Regions from separate parts of the Mus musculus genome. Here regions 1, 2 and 4 are each linked to region 3. The links are chromatin contacts, called in public Hi-C maps. All regions are on one chromosome and are shown on one strand. Each heading gives the region's core, a stretch centred on a gene start, on an enhancer-like site or on the middle of the called end of the contact. The rest is flanking DNA. Distances are from core to core; before and after follow the strand shown. Region 1 overlaps Hspa14 (heat shock protein 14). Region 2 holds the start of Meig1 (meiosis expressed gene 1). Region 3 has its middle 7.8 kb from the start of Gm36031. Region 4 holds the start of Suv39h2 (suppressor of variegation 3-9 2).

Region 1 (2,700 bases), core at 153-2,652, 300 kb after region 3:
CCCATGAGCCAGCTTTGAAGTGTGTGACAGAGCCTAGAAGCCAGCGTAGACCTTGATGTGCTATTACGGGCTATGTCAATGGAAGAGCCCGAGATAAGGAGCCACTTCTTTTTATTGGGTAGAAGTTATTTTCCTAAGTCCCTGAGCGGATGCTGGCTTTTGTCTAAATGACAGACTTTGGGAAAGGATTTCTGAAACTAGACTATTATTTCAGTTTAACATCGAAACCAAAGAACATAGATTCTGCCCTCACAGGTGTCATGCGATGCGATTCTTAGCTTGCGGGTCCTTACTCTACTCTGTACAGTTCTACCTGTGCTTTGGTAAGCAGAAAACTGCTGTGTGCCCAAAGGAAAGAAATTGAACATTTCCATAATGTTCCAGACATTTTATTACTTCCTAAACTTTATAATCATGGGCGTATATTCGATTTCTTTATTCAGTCAAAAATTACTGATGTTTTTTACCTCATAAGGTCCAGTGTATTCAGGTACAGTGCACAGGGGTGCATGGGTGTGGCTCTGACCTCCCAGAGCTAACTCTAATCCTGACAGTGTGCTCATTGAGTCAGGAGAATGTTCTGAGCAACATGGAGGCCAGGTACTGCTCCTAGACTTTCAGGGCCTAGAGACTGCCCAGAAGAAGTGAACCTTAAAAAAAAAAAAGATCCTTTGGAGAGCTATGTTTTGCATTTCTTTCTGTTTGTGTGTATCTGCACATGTGTGTTGCATATGCATCTGCTGGGACTTGGGAGGCCAGAGGGCCCGACAGGTATCCTCTGTCACTCTACCTTATTTATCTCGTGAGAAAGGCTCTCTCACTGATCCTGGCGCTTACCACTTTCCTGGGCTGTCTGGTTATCAAGGATCCTGCCCTGCCACCTGACTTGATCATGCAAATGCATATGTGCGTGTGACACACCCGGCCCCAGCACTGAAGTTACAGGCACGCACCCCCACACCTTTGTTTTATGTGGGTGCTGGAGATTCAAAGCTAGACCCTCAGGCTTGGGTAGAAGGCCTATTTACTGACTAAACCACCCATAGCTCTAACAGGTTGTTGGGGTTTTTTTCTTACTCAATATAAATGCAAACCATTTTATAGAAAACACTGGCTCTGAACAGTGCATTTTTAGACAGGAAGTCGGTTCTAGTCACTTCCTTTCCACGGGTTCTGCTTTCCCGAGCTGTGTCTTCTGGAGGATCGTTTGCCAGAGCATGAGCCCTTCAGCACAGCTACAAGTGCAGGGCTGGGTATGTTGTGACCCACAATTCACTGAGAGCAAATTGTTTGCAGGGAGGCGGCTGGAGCTGCTGGATTTAACGTGCTGCGGCTGATCCATGAGCCGTCTGCAGCTCTCCTTGCTTATGGGATTGGACAAGACCACCCTACCGGGAAGAGGTAAACCCCAGATCTCCGGCTTTCAGTAGGACTCTGGCAGCCCAGCCACGTGGTGCCAACCTTCACACAGGAAATTCTCGCCTCCCGTCATGCTGAGCAGCGGAGATGGGAAAGCAGGGAAGGAGAGGCTGAGTGTCTCCTGTCATCTCATTTCGTTGTGGAGATTGGCTAATTGTGGAGTACTCCCACCATTGATTTCACTCCCAGTGTTTAGACATGTTGTTTAGAGACAGCTGGTGTTACGTTAACAGAGTTGATGACCACACGTTAGAGAAATTCATTTAGATACAGTGTTAACCTTTCCAAATAGTTAGACCCTGTCCAAATATCTCATGGTCAAAGAAACTAATGTGTATAAATCACTAGGAAATTATTTTGAGGTAAACAGATTAATGTAAAAATATTAGAAATTATGAGTCCTGATATATATTTAAATACATGATGGGGGAGCTGGTTTCTACTGTCCTGGGTTGGATCCATAAGCTATGTTGTATTAACTTATAAAATATTTACAGGATAGCTGTATTTAATTCCTTTCAGATTTATAATAATCATGAAATCCTTGTTTGATTTACTTTGAAAACTTAGTGTTTTCAAACCTAGTCACTCAGAAAAATAGATTCTCCAGTTAACTGACTGAAAGGAGCTTTCATTTAGTTTCAGAAGATTGTAAGTTCAAGGCTTGGTCCAGCACGGGTGACTGGAGACAAGCCGATGACTCATCTGGGCTGTAGACTTTCTTCATTATCATTTAATTTATTTTTTCATGTATATGAGCACTTTTTCTGCATGTACACCTGCATGCCTGAAGATAGCATCTGATCCCATTACAGATAGTTGTGAGCCACACTGCGGTTGCTGGGAATTGAACCCTGGTCCTCTGGAAAAGCAGCCAGTGCTCTTACCTGCTGAGCCACCTCTCCAGCCCTCATAAACAATTCAAACGAATGGCTTCAAAAGTACAGTCTGGCTTTAAGATGATGTGATTCTCAGATGCTTTACCCATTTTTTTCTCTCTTGAAGCAATGTTTTGGTGTTTAAGCTTGGAGGAACGTCCTTATCGCTCAGTGTCATGGAAGTTAACAGTGGGATGTATCGGGTCCTTTCCACAAACACCAGTGACAACATAGGGGGCGCACATTTCACAGACACCTTAGCACAGTACCTGGCTTCGGAGTTCCAGAGGTGAGTATCCAGTCCAGTTTGATCAAGATTTCACTTCAAGGGTTTCTTCCTTGGTTTATTTTGACAATTTAAACTTGTCCTTTTATTTATTTTTTTTCTTTTCCTTTTCTTTGT
Region 2 (2,700 bases), core at 17-2,516, 380 kb after region 3:
CAACCCAAGCAGACAGGCTCTTATTGTTCAGTTGTTACATTGTTATGTAAATTGCACAAGGTCTTCTCAGTAAACAGAGTCCAGACTTAAATTCAAGGCCTGTGTTCTGAAGTGCCTTCCTCGTAGCTACCTTGCTTTTCCTGCTCATAGTGGCAGCAGCGGCAATGTGATGGTGAAATATATTTCCTCACTTTGAGCATGCTGCATACACATTTGCATGCTAGGAGCTGTTCGGCTAGGTATGGCTGGTGCAAAGTGACCCAGGATTACCGAGGAAGACAACAAACCTATAAGAGTCATATGGAAATTTCAAGGCTTTACTGACCTTATAAACCTCTGAAGCTTTCGTTGTTTATTTTGTTTGTTTACTGTGAATAAAATAGAAAGCTATTACAGGGTCACAGCCCAAGCCCAAGACTGACATAATCTTACTTAGATTTTAAGTGTCTGGTGCTGACTGTTGTGTGGAGAACAGGCTATGGGGGTGGGGATCAAGGTTGGGAATTAGTGTGGTGGCCAGAGACTGCCAAGAGATGGCTTTTTGGACTTGGGTGGGAGCTATTAAAGCCAACAGGTCTTGCTGATGGATGGAATAATAGAAACAGAGGATTGTAGGTAACAGCTAGTCAAAGAGGAAAATGTGTAAGTAGAGTTTCCTTTGTTTGGATATGGAATATAAACTGTTTAGATAGGTCTAAAGTTCAGAGATACATCTTGGCTAAGGAAATTAGAGAGTTATAGATCCGTTTTTTTTTTTTAAACTTAAAACCTCTTTAGTGTTAAATGACACTTTTAACTAGGACCTTGCTGAATTTGATCTGTAAAAAAATATGGCTTGTGTTTAACAACTAGTTCACAGAATCCCTGCACTGTTAAGTACTGGTTCCGGGGCTTTTCAATGACTTGGCGTTGACCTTTTCCCTTTCACCCTCGATTTATTAGACAATCATCGTGACTCTCGACTCAAAATACGGATCGTTAATCACTTTTCACCGAAATAGGTGATATATTAACTATCCGTTTAGATACTAATGGGAAAAAAATCTATAGATGGTAACGTTTTCATTTAGTGATCCAAGCACACACTTCTATCAGGATTCTGAACCTGTAAAATGTCTATTCTCTCAAACGCTTTCAACAGCGAGCATTAGTGAGCAGCGCCAACCGGGGAATCCCCTCTGCAGAGAACTCTTCGCCCAGCCTGGCCCTTGTGCATGCGCACAAAGACCCAGAAGCGGGGGGCGGGGTCGGAGGAAACTGGGCTTGGCTCGCTCACGTGGACCGGCCGAGCGGCGTCACGGCGTTGCTAGGAGACGCGCCGGTTACACCGGCCGTAACAGTTGGCCCCTGGCTGTCTCAGCTCAAGATCCCGAGTAGAGAACACGAACACCGCTGCGCCCTCCTGCGAGGCCGGCTGAACGAGGGTAATCGCGGATAGCGGGAGCCGTCCCCCCCCTCCCACACACACACACACTGTATGTATGTGTATGTGATGCCAGGGCTCAGATGCTAGTTCAGTTTCTTCCAGCAGATTATACCTTACAAACATCGTGATATATGGGGGGAAGAAAGCGGTTTCTGGCAGACAGCATGCTAGCTGTGAGAACACTCTTACGGGGTGGCTTTACACAAACGTGGCACACCTAGACCAGAAGGGAGTGCTTGACGGTGGGGGGTACTTTCGTCTTTAAAATGAACATCCGTTTTGAGGACTGTGTTCAGAAAACGATGTTCGGACCCAATGTGAGAACTGAGTTCAGAATACAGTCCCAGTATGTTCGTTATCTCGAACAAGGTTTACACGTAGTTAGAGGGATCCTGCCACCTGCTAGGAGCACAAATCATGATATAAGGTGAGGAGATGGGGATTGGAAGATTAGGCATGTTATCTAATTACGGGTTACAAGGCAAAAGCTCCAGCGACAACACGCTGGACTTGGCCACCCATCCCAAATACACCAATTAAGGAGACACACAAAGTGAACAGTAGAGAAAGATGTAATTAACATGGTACACTAGCGAGGGTAATAAGGAAAAAAATCCTGGGGCCCCAGGTTTGTGTTTGGGGGGCTGGTATGAGCGTAAGGGTTAAGTAGAGGAAGAAACTAAACAGGGCATAAAAGGTATTCATAACGGTCTCATTTAAGTTGTGAGTCCAGGTTGTAGTGTCCTTCACCCCTGTGGTGTCAACTCTCATGCTACAAGGCACCTGGTGGAAATCCAAGATTTCTCAAATTCTTGGCCGCCTAGATCTTCAGCTTTGAAGGGTGGTGAGATAGTTTAAATAGACAGACCATGATTGGATGGTTAACATCCCGGTGCAGATAGGCATTCCTCTGACCCAAAGTAAAGGGGTCAGACAAAACCAAGGCGAAGGTACCAGGCTTCAGCCTCCTTTTGGGTTACCTTGTGGGTCTAAATGAAGAGTTTCTGTGTTATGTTTTTGTAGTCGTTTCTAAATGGCTGTTTGAAGGCTTGAGGTAGTAGCTGGCTCCAGCATAGGTGACTACGGTTACATTAGAACTGAATGTCAGGGACCTAAGTACATACATAACTCTTAATAGTGCTTAATGAAATTCAGTTTCTAAAAAGTAGACATTCAAGCCTTGCCACTTCCTGTTTATAGTGGTACACACACATATGTATGATAGAAATTAAGTGTGTTTTATTATATAATTATATTTACTATGCATATAGTAT
Region 3 (2,700 bases), core at 138-2,637:
TGCCCAATGCAGAAGACAGTCTCTCCTGACTGCTTTCAAATCAAGACTCTCAGCTCCGTCTCCAGCACCACATCTACTTGGATGCTGCCATGCTTCCTGCAATGATGATAATGGATTGAACCTCTGAAACTGTAAGCCAACCCCAATTAAATATTTGCTTTCATAAGACTTGCCTTGGCCATAGTGTCTTTTCATAGCAACAAGACCCAAACTAAGACACACAGGTTCCTGTTGGCATAATGTTCTACCCCACCAGCTGGGAATCGAATAGAGCTGGGAACCCTAATCTGAGACATCTGAAACTGAACCAAAGCCACGCTTTCTCCTTGAAGATGTCCCTTGACGTTATTGTTATAGCTCCACGATTATAACAGGCATAAGGCTCATGTCCTGGGAAGCTATAACAATTATCCAATAAAACACTTAGCACAATGTCTAACCTGTGGTAAAGGTTGTCTACTACCATTTCAGAAACCCAGAAGTAGCTTGGTAGAGCAGACCAGTTTGAATAGGACCAAAGTTTCCATGATAGGCAGACTGGCCTTCAACGTAGTGACAAATTTGAAGTGAGGCCATCATAAGCGGAGATCTGTGTTTCAGGAAATGACTCTCATACAGTAAAAGAAGAGAGACAGCGGATGGGGGCAATCAGTCTCCCGTGAATCACTGCAAGGTATGGGTGTGTGGGGTGCCCCTCCCCATGCACCATCTGTTTCCTCTGCAGACTGACACTCCCCTTCCTCCTAAAAGCTCACTCGCTGGATGAATGAATGAGTAAATGAATGAGTAAAACTCATTCTTCCAAACAGATGGAGGCCATTTTATAGCCTGCCAGGAAAACTGAAGGTCAGGAAGCTCAGACGCTGTCCCCTGCCTCATAGTAAACAGCAGCCCTGAGATTCATACAGTGGACTCTTCTGGAGGCAGAAACTGGATACCACACGGACAGGTTTAAACAACACTTACTATTCATTCAGTAAATACCTCAGCCAGACAAGAGCAGAAAACTAGGGGCCTGGGGTGGTGAGGAGACGAAGACCAGTAAGGAAAATAATAACACCACCAACAAACTAACACACGTGGATTATTATTCTAGCTAAAAAATATTTTAAAAGTTCCACTGGATCCCAGTAGGTGGCAGCATCCGGCATCATTTTAAGGCCATTGCAAACAGGTTCAACCACCTGCGCTGAGGGTCTGTATGGGCTAGGTCCTAGCTAGGAGTCGGTTTTATTACTTTATTTAAGCCTCATTCACAATCACTTATAACGATAGGTATGAGCGTCCTAGGCTAAAGGATCAAACTCAGAGCTGCTGAGTCCTGATGTCAAAAGCCGGCACAGGGAGGGAGACCTAACGCTGCGCTGCGCTGTGTCCCTGGGAGAGCTCGCTTCCTACAAGCTACTTACTCTCATTCACCCCCTGCGCTGACTCCTTCTGGACCAAGTTGCCTGCTGTGTGTGCCTTGCTTCCTGACCCTCCACCTTCAGTGTGACTGGCCCAGTCCTCTGCGCACTGCTGAAAAACAACATTCACTAGACTTCCGGTTGGGCTTCGGTTGAGCATCTATTGTTTAACAGGAAATGAAGGGATGGAGCTGGAACTCAGTCATGGAGTTCTCACCCAACATGTGAGAAGCACAAGTTCAAGTTCCAATATTGCCAAAAAGGAAACTATTTATTGAGCAACTACTCATGCCAGGACTTTCATGAAAAACACCAACTTCCAGCCCCGACAGAATTCACCCCTCAAACATTCTCCTCTTGTTCTAGGTTCCTCTGGCTTCCCAAATGACTTTGCAAGGCATGGCCTGGCTCTGACCTGGCCTTAAAGCTTTCCTTCCTGTGCCAACAGGACTGTCCTGATTGACTGCTCCCACAAAATGAGGAGGGGTCAGCATGTCTCTGCCTTGAACCATGGCTTCGGTGTGCTTTCTCTAAGTGAGGGCACAGTGGAGTGTTAGCCCACAAAATGGTGCTTGAAGTTCTTAAGGCCAATGTGGACAGACTTTCAGAAGAGGAATCTGGAGACAGACATCTGAGTTTAAGATCATACAAGTTACTGCTGGATCTGTAATCTGTTGGTGACATGGGCTCTGCAGTCCTTCATGGCATAGGATTCCGGTGACAGAGCCCTGCCTAGCTTGAACAGCATAGAAACAAAACATAGATAAATACGAGAATGGTAACTACTTATGCTTATTAACCACCTCACACATAACCCGGGGAGGCGAACACTGCTCCGTCTACCCCAGTGAAGTCTGCTTGGCAGGCCGAGAGGCCTGGGAGCACTCACGAGGCAGGGAGTTTCAAGGAAACTCAACCTCCTGGAACCTTGGCATTCTCATAACCCGTGTACTCATACCCTATCCCCGTGTTAGTCTGATGTATGGATCCATGTGCTCTCTTTCAGTATTATCTTATTATAAGTGCCTTTAAAGATTGAATTCTGACATAGGTAAGCCTCCACCAGTGTTCCAACGTCCTAGAAAATCCTTGAAGCCAACGAACTAACGAGCTTGGAATTCAGTAGGAATTCAGTGAAAAGGTTACCTATTCAGTAACATTCAAATTTACTTCTAGTAGAGATTTGAAAGTAGGCATTACAAAGAAGAAGCTAGAATAGCTCAGGGCTGGTCTGCAGAGTGATTACTTAGGACAGTAGCCAGTCTCACCCAAACAAGGGAATACACAATGACCT
Region 4 (2,700 bases), core at 72-2,571, 320 kb after region 3:
AACAAACAAAAAAACACAGAGCCTTGGATCTATCAGACAACTGCTATTCCACCAAGCTATCCTCTGCTTCCAGCATCCTTTGCCAATTTTTAAAATAAAACTTAGCAAGACCAAAAATATTTGTAAGACTCTACCCTGACCGTTTTTTGACAAAAGCTTTTAAAGAAGAGCTAGAGAACAAAGCCAGACAGAATGCCTGAGTGGCCTCTGAAGAAGTAACATTTGAGTTAAATCTAGTCACGTGAGAGGGAGCAGCACATGAAGGGGAGTCAGTCAGTTCTTTGATCTAGACCGTGATTTCCAGTTTAAAGTGTTTATTGGGGGAGAAGGGAGCTTTGGCTAGCACCTGTAATTCCAGCTCACCAAAGTGGAAGCAAAAGGGTCAGGACTTGAACATGCTTCTCAGACAAAGCAAGTCTGAGGCTTGTTTCATTTTCTGTTTTAAAGTCTCCTTAGCTGGGTGGGAAGTGGCTGGAAGGGGAGCAATGGAGAGGTCAAGGCAGCTAGGCTGTTTTGGCTGAAGAGAAGACAGGCAGTATGTGCTTGTGAATAGCATTGACATGACTGGCTTACAGAATTGCCGATGGTCTTTTGTGTATAATGGTTCCTCTTACAAGTTTTCAGATTTACAGTGGTAAAACCGAGAACGACCTGACTCTCCCCAAGCATATATGGCTAAAACCTGCCCTCAGCTTAAGTCTGTTAATGTTAGTAAGTCCTTGTCCTAAGTGTACCTTTTACGTTTGCCTTAACTAAGAGGGTTCTTGGCGGGGTTGGTTGGATTCTCACAATTGTCAGGCTTTTCCTTTGAGTCCAGCTGCTACATGGCCACATCAACTCATCAGAATCTCTTTGAGTGGTTTAAACAGACAGCACCTCTCCAGGTGAACCCAACATGCAGTCAAATTTTAAGATCCTGAGTCCTGGTGGTGTGGAGTGAAAGGAAAAGTAGTGGGGCTTCGTTGGGTTGAAGTGCTGAGGAACAAGAGTGGGAAAGGAGCTACCTGCGCACACTAACCCCGCACAGCCTATTTTGCGTTTTGTGGCGGGCACGTCAGGTCTTTGTGAAGCGACTCAGGGGACCGCATGAAGAATCATGGCAAGCGACCTCCGAAGTCAAAGCGAGTAACAAGCCAGCGACGGGCAGGGCCAGTTTCCACGGAAGGCCCCGCCCCTTCCCGCCCCCACCGTGCGGCGCAGGCGCGGTAGCTACCACCGCAGGGGTCGGTCTCCGCTGACGTCAGAACGCCTCGCTCCTCTCAGCCTCCCCGCTCCGGAGTCCCTGGCGGGCCGGGGCGGGGCGTGTGGCCAGCTGAGTTCTTCGGGCTGACCGCGCCAGTTTGAATGAAAGCTCCGCAAGATGGCGGCGGCCAGGGCCAAGGCACGGGGCAGTGAGGCAGGAGCGCGGTGTCACCGGGCTCCAGGTCCGCCCCCGAGGCCCAAGGCCAGGCGAACGGCGAGACGCCGCCGCGCGGAGACCCTGACGGCGCGACGCTCGCGGCCGTCTGCGGGCGAGAGGCGCGCCGGCTCCCAGCGAGCGTGGTCCGGAGCTCCGCGGGCCGCGGTCTTTGGCGACGAGTGTGCACGAGGTGCCTTATTCAAGGGTGAGCAGGAAAGCACACGCGCTGCGGCGGTAGCGGTCGCCACCTCCGAGCCGGGGGTTGGGGGTGGTGGCGGGGCTGAGGTGCGGTGCTGGAGAAAGGGAATCCCCTGGTGCCTGCGTTCGAGCGGGTCTGGCCTCGCCGTGAAGCGCCTGCACACGCAGCCCTGAGCTCCGGGAAACTTTGGGGGGCCCGGCTGGAACTTGCAGGTTATTTCTGTGGATGCTGAAGCCGGGGCACGCAGTGCGCGTGCGTGCGCTCGAGTCGCGCGCCCTTTGAAAGTCTGGGTTGTGCAAAGCCTTCTGGAATGAAAAGGTTGTTCTCCAGCTCTTTCCTCCGCTCCACCCAGATGGTGACACTATTATTCCCGTAGGTAGCTCTTGCCTCCTTGAAGCGTGGTGGGGATGGGATGGTGGAATGGTTTTTATAAACGGGATGTTATAATCTAGACAATGAGGCGTTTTCCTCTCATCATTTTTGGCTGTGGGATTTTGTAAACCAAGTGTTGGCAATTTTTCTTTTTAACATTTCGAGATGCCCCCAAAATGTAGCATTTCTGTTGCGAGGGGCGGTGCATTGTAATTACACGTAACGCTTCGTTATGACGTTTTCATACGAATATATGTACGTTGATCCTCCGATTCAACACCACCCTCCATTATAGTGTTGTGTTTTCAGATTCTCAGCTAGGGGTAAAAATTGAAAAGATAAATAAAACAGCAAACAACTTGGTTACATAAACAAGAGGACTCTCCTTTGCAGATGATTAGCATAAGGAGATTAGCATTAAGACAAAACAGCCTTAAGATTTTTAGAAGCGATTTATGAGACGTTTTTTACAGCTTTCTTGTCTCCAAACCGCCACACCTAAGCAAATAAATGTATTCTGGCAAATTTGAAGGAAAGTCTTTTTGCAGGTGCCAGAAATATGAGTTGTTTGCAGTCACTGGAGTTCGGAAGCTATCCTCACTGGTTTCTGACAATGAAGTCCTTACTGGGAAGGATGAGGAAGGACTGCGGGGAAAATTTGAGCGGTTACGCTGTCCCTTCCTGGAAACTTACCTTAAAAAGGTTTTTGCCCACCACTTCGGAGAACTAA

The links. Hi-C and Micro-C count contacts between places; a contact is called where the count stands out from the background.
Region 1: a contact with region 3 is called in a Hi-C map of bone marrow-derived macrophages, with 27 read pairs. The contact joins two enhancer-like sites. A contact is called at or near these places in 18 of 39 promoter capture datasets (the 3T3-L1 cell line, 3T3-L1-derived adipocytes, the C10 cell line and 13 more), 3 of 15 datasets of contacts at CTCF or cohesin (CD8 T cells, the NIH/3T3 cell line and large pre-B cells), 7 of 484 Hi-C or Micro-C datasets (CD4 T cells, bone marrow-derived macrophages, cortical neurons and 3 more), 5 of 115 datasets of contacts at active chromatin or transcription factors (bone marrow-derived macrophages, effector CD8 T cells, embryonic forebrain and 2 more) and 2 of 9 other capture datasets (adipose tissue and liver).
Region 2: a contact with region 3 is called in a Hi-C map of B cells, with 44 read pairs. The contact joins the promoter of Meig1 here to the enhancer-like site in region 3. A contact is called at or near these places in 21 of 39 promoter capture datasets (the 3T3-L1 cell line, 3T3-L1-derived adipocytes, the C10 cell line and 14 more), 3 of 15 datasets of contacts at CTCF or cohesin (CD8 T cells, large pre-B cells and pro-B cells), 23 of 484 Hi-C or Micro-C datasets (B cells, the Ba/F3 cell line, CD4 T cells and 17 more), 19 of 115 datasets of contacts at active chromatin or transcription factors (the 230-238 cell line, CD8 T cells, DN3 thymocytes and 13 more) and 3 of 9 other capture datasets (adipose tissue, liver and macrophages).
Region 4: a contact with region 3 is called in a Hi-C map of B cells, with 45 read pairs. The contact joins the promoter of Suv39h2 here to the enhancer-like site in region 3. A contact is called at or near these places in 20 of 39 promoter capture datasets (the 3T3-L1 cell line, 3T3-L1-derived adipocytes, the C10 cell line and 15 more), 3 of 15 datasets of contacts at CTCF or cohesin (CD8 T cells, large pre-B cells and pro-B cells), 7 of 484 Hi-C or Micro-C datasets (B cells, CD4 T cells, bone marrow-derived macrophages and 3 more), 15 of 115 datasets of contacts at active chromatin or transcription factors (the 230-238 cell line, CD8 T cells, bone marrow-derived macrophages and 9 more) and 3 of 9 other capture datasets (adipose tissue, liver and macrophages).

Annotation. Positions count from the first base shown.
Region 1 is chr2:3,497,908-3,500,607 of GRCm38.p6, reverse strand. It overlaps Hspa14 (heat shock protein 14), which reads left to right. Exons shown (of 14, transcript NM_015765.2): 7 at 1,297-1,401; 8 at 2,425-2,586. Among named protein-coding and RNA genes, the nearest start is that of Hspa14, 14 kb to the left of the region's middle. Within about 2 kb of position 1,402, at least 10 of the 459 cell types and tissues checked have an H3K27ac peak or open chromatin away from gene starts, as enhancers often do. A contact at or near this core is called in bone marrow-derived macrophages, granulocyte-monocyte progenitors and hematopoietic stem and progenitor cells, where this site is marked.
Region 2 is chr2:3,417,695-3,420,394 of GRCm38.p6, reverse strand. Meig1 (meiosis expressed gene 1) reads left to right here and starts at 1,266. Exons shown (of 3, transcript NM_001355207.1): 1 at 1,266-1,424.
Region 3 is chr2:3,798,653-3,801,352 of GRCm38.p6, reverse strand. No RefSeq gene overlaps it. Among named protein-coding and RNA genes, the nearest start is that of Gm36031, 7.8 kb to the left of the region's middle. Within about 2 kb of position 1,387, at least 59 of the 459 cell types and tissues checked have an H3K27ac peak or open chromatin away from gene starts, as enhancers often do. A contact at or near this core is called in B cells, CD8 T cells, the SCID.adh cell line and 12 more, where this site is marked.
Region 4 is chr2:3,473,607-3,476,306 of GRCm38.p6, reverse strand. Suv39h2 (suppressor of variegation 3-9 2) reads left to right here and starts at 1,321. Exons shown (of 6, transcript NM_022724.4): 1 at 1,321-1,604. The coding sequence starts at 1,361. It also overlaps a transcript of Dclre1c not described here.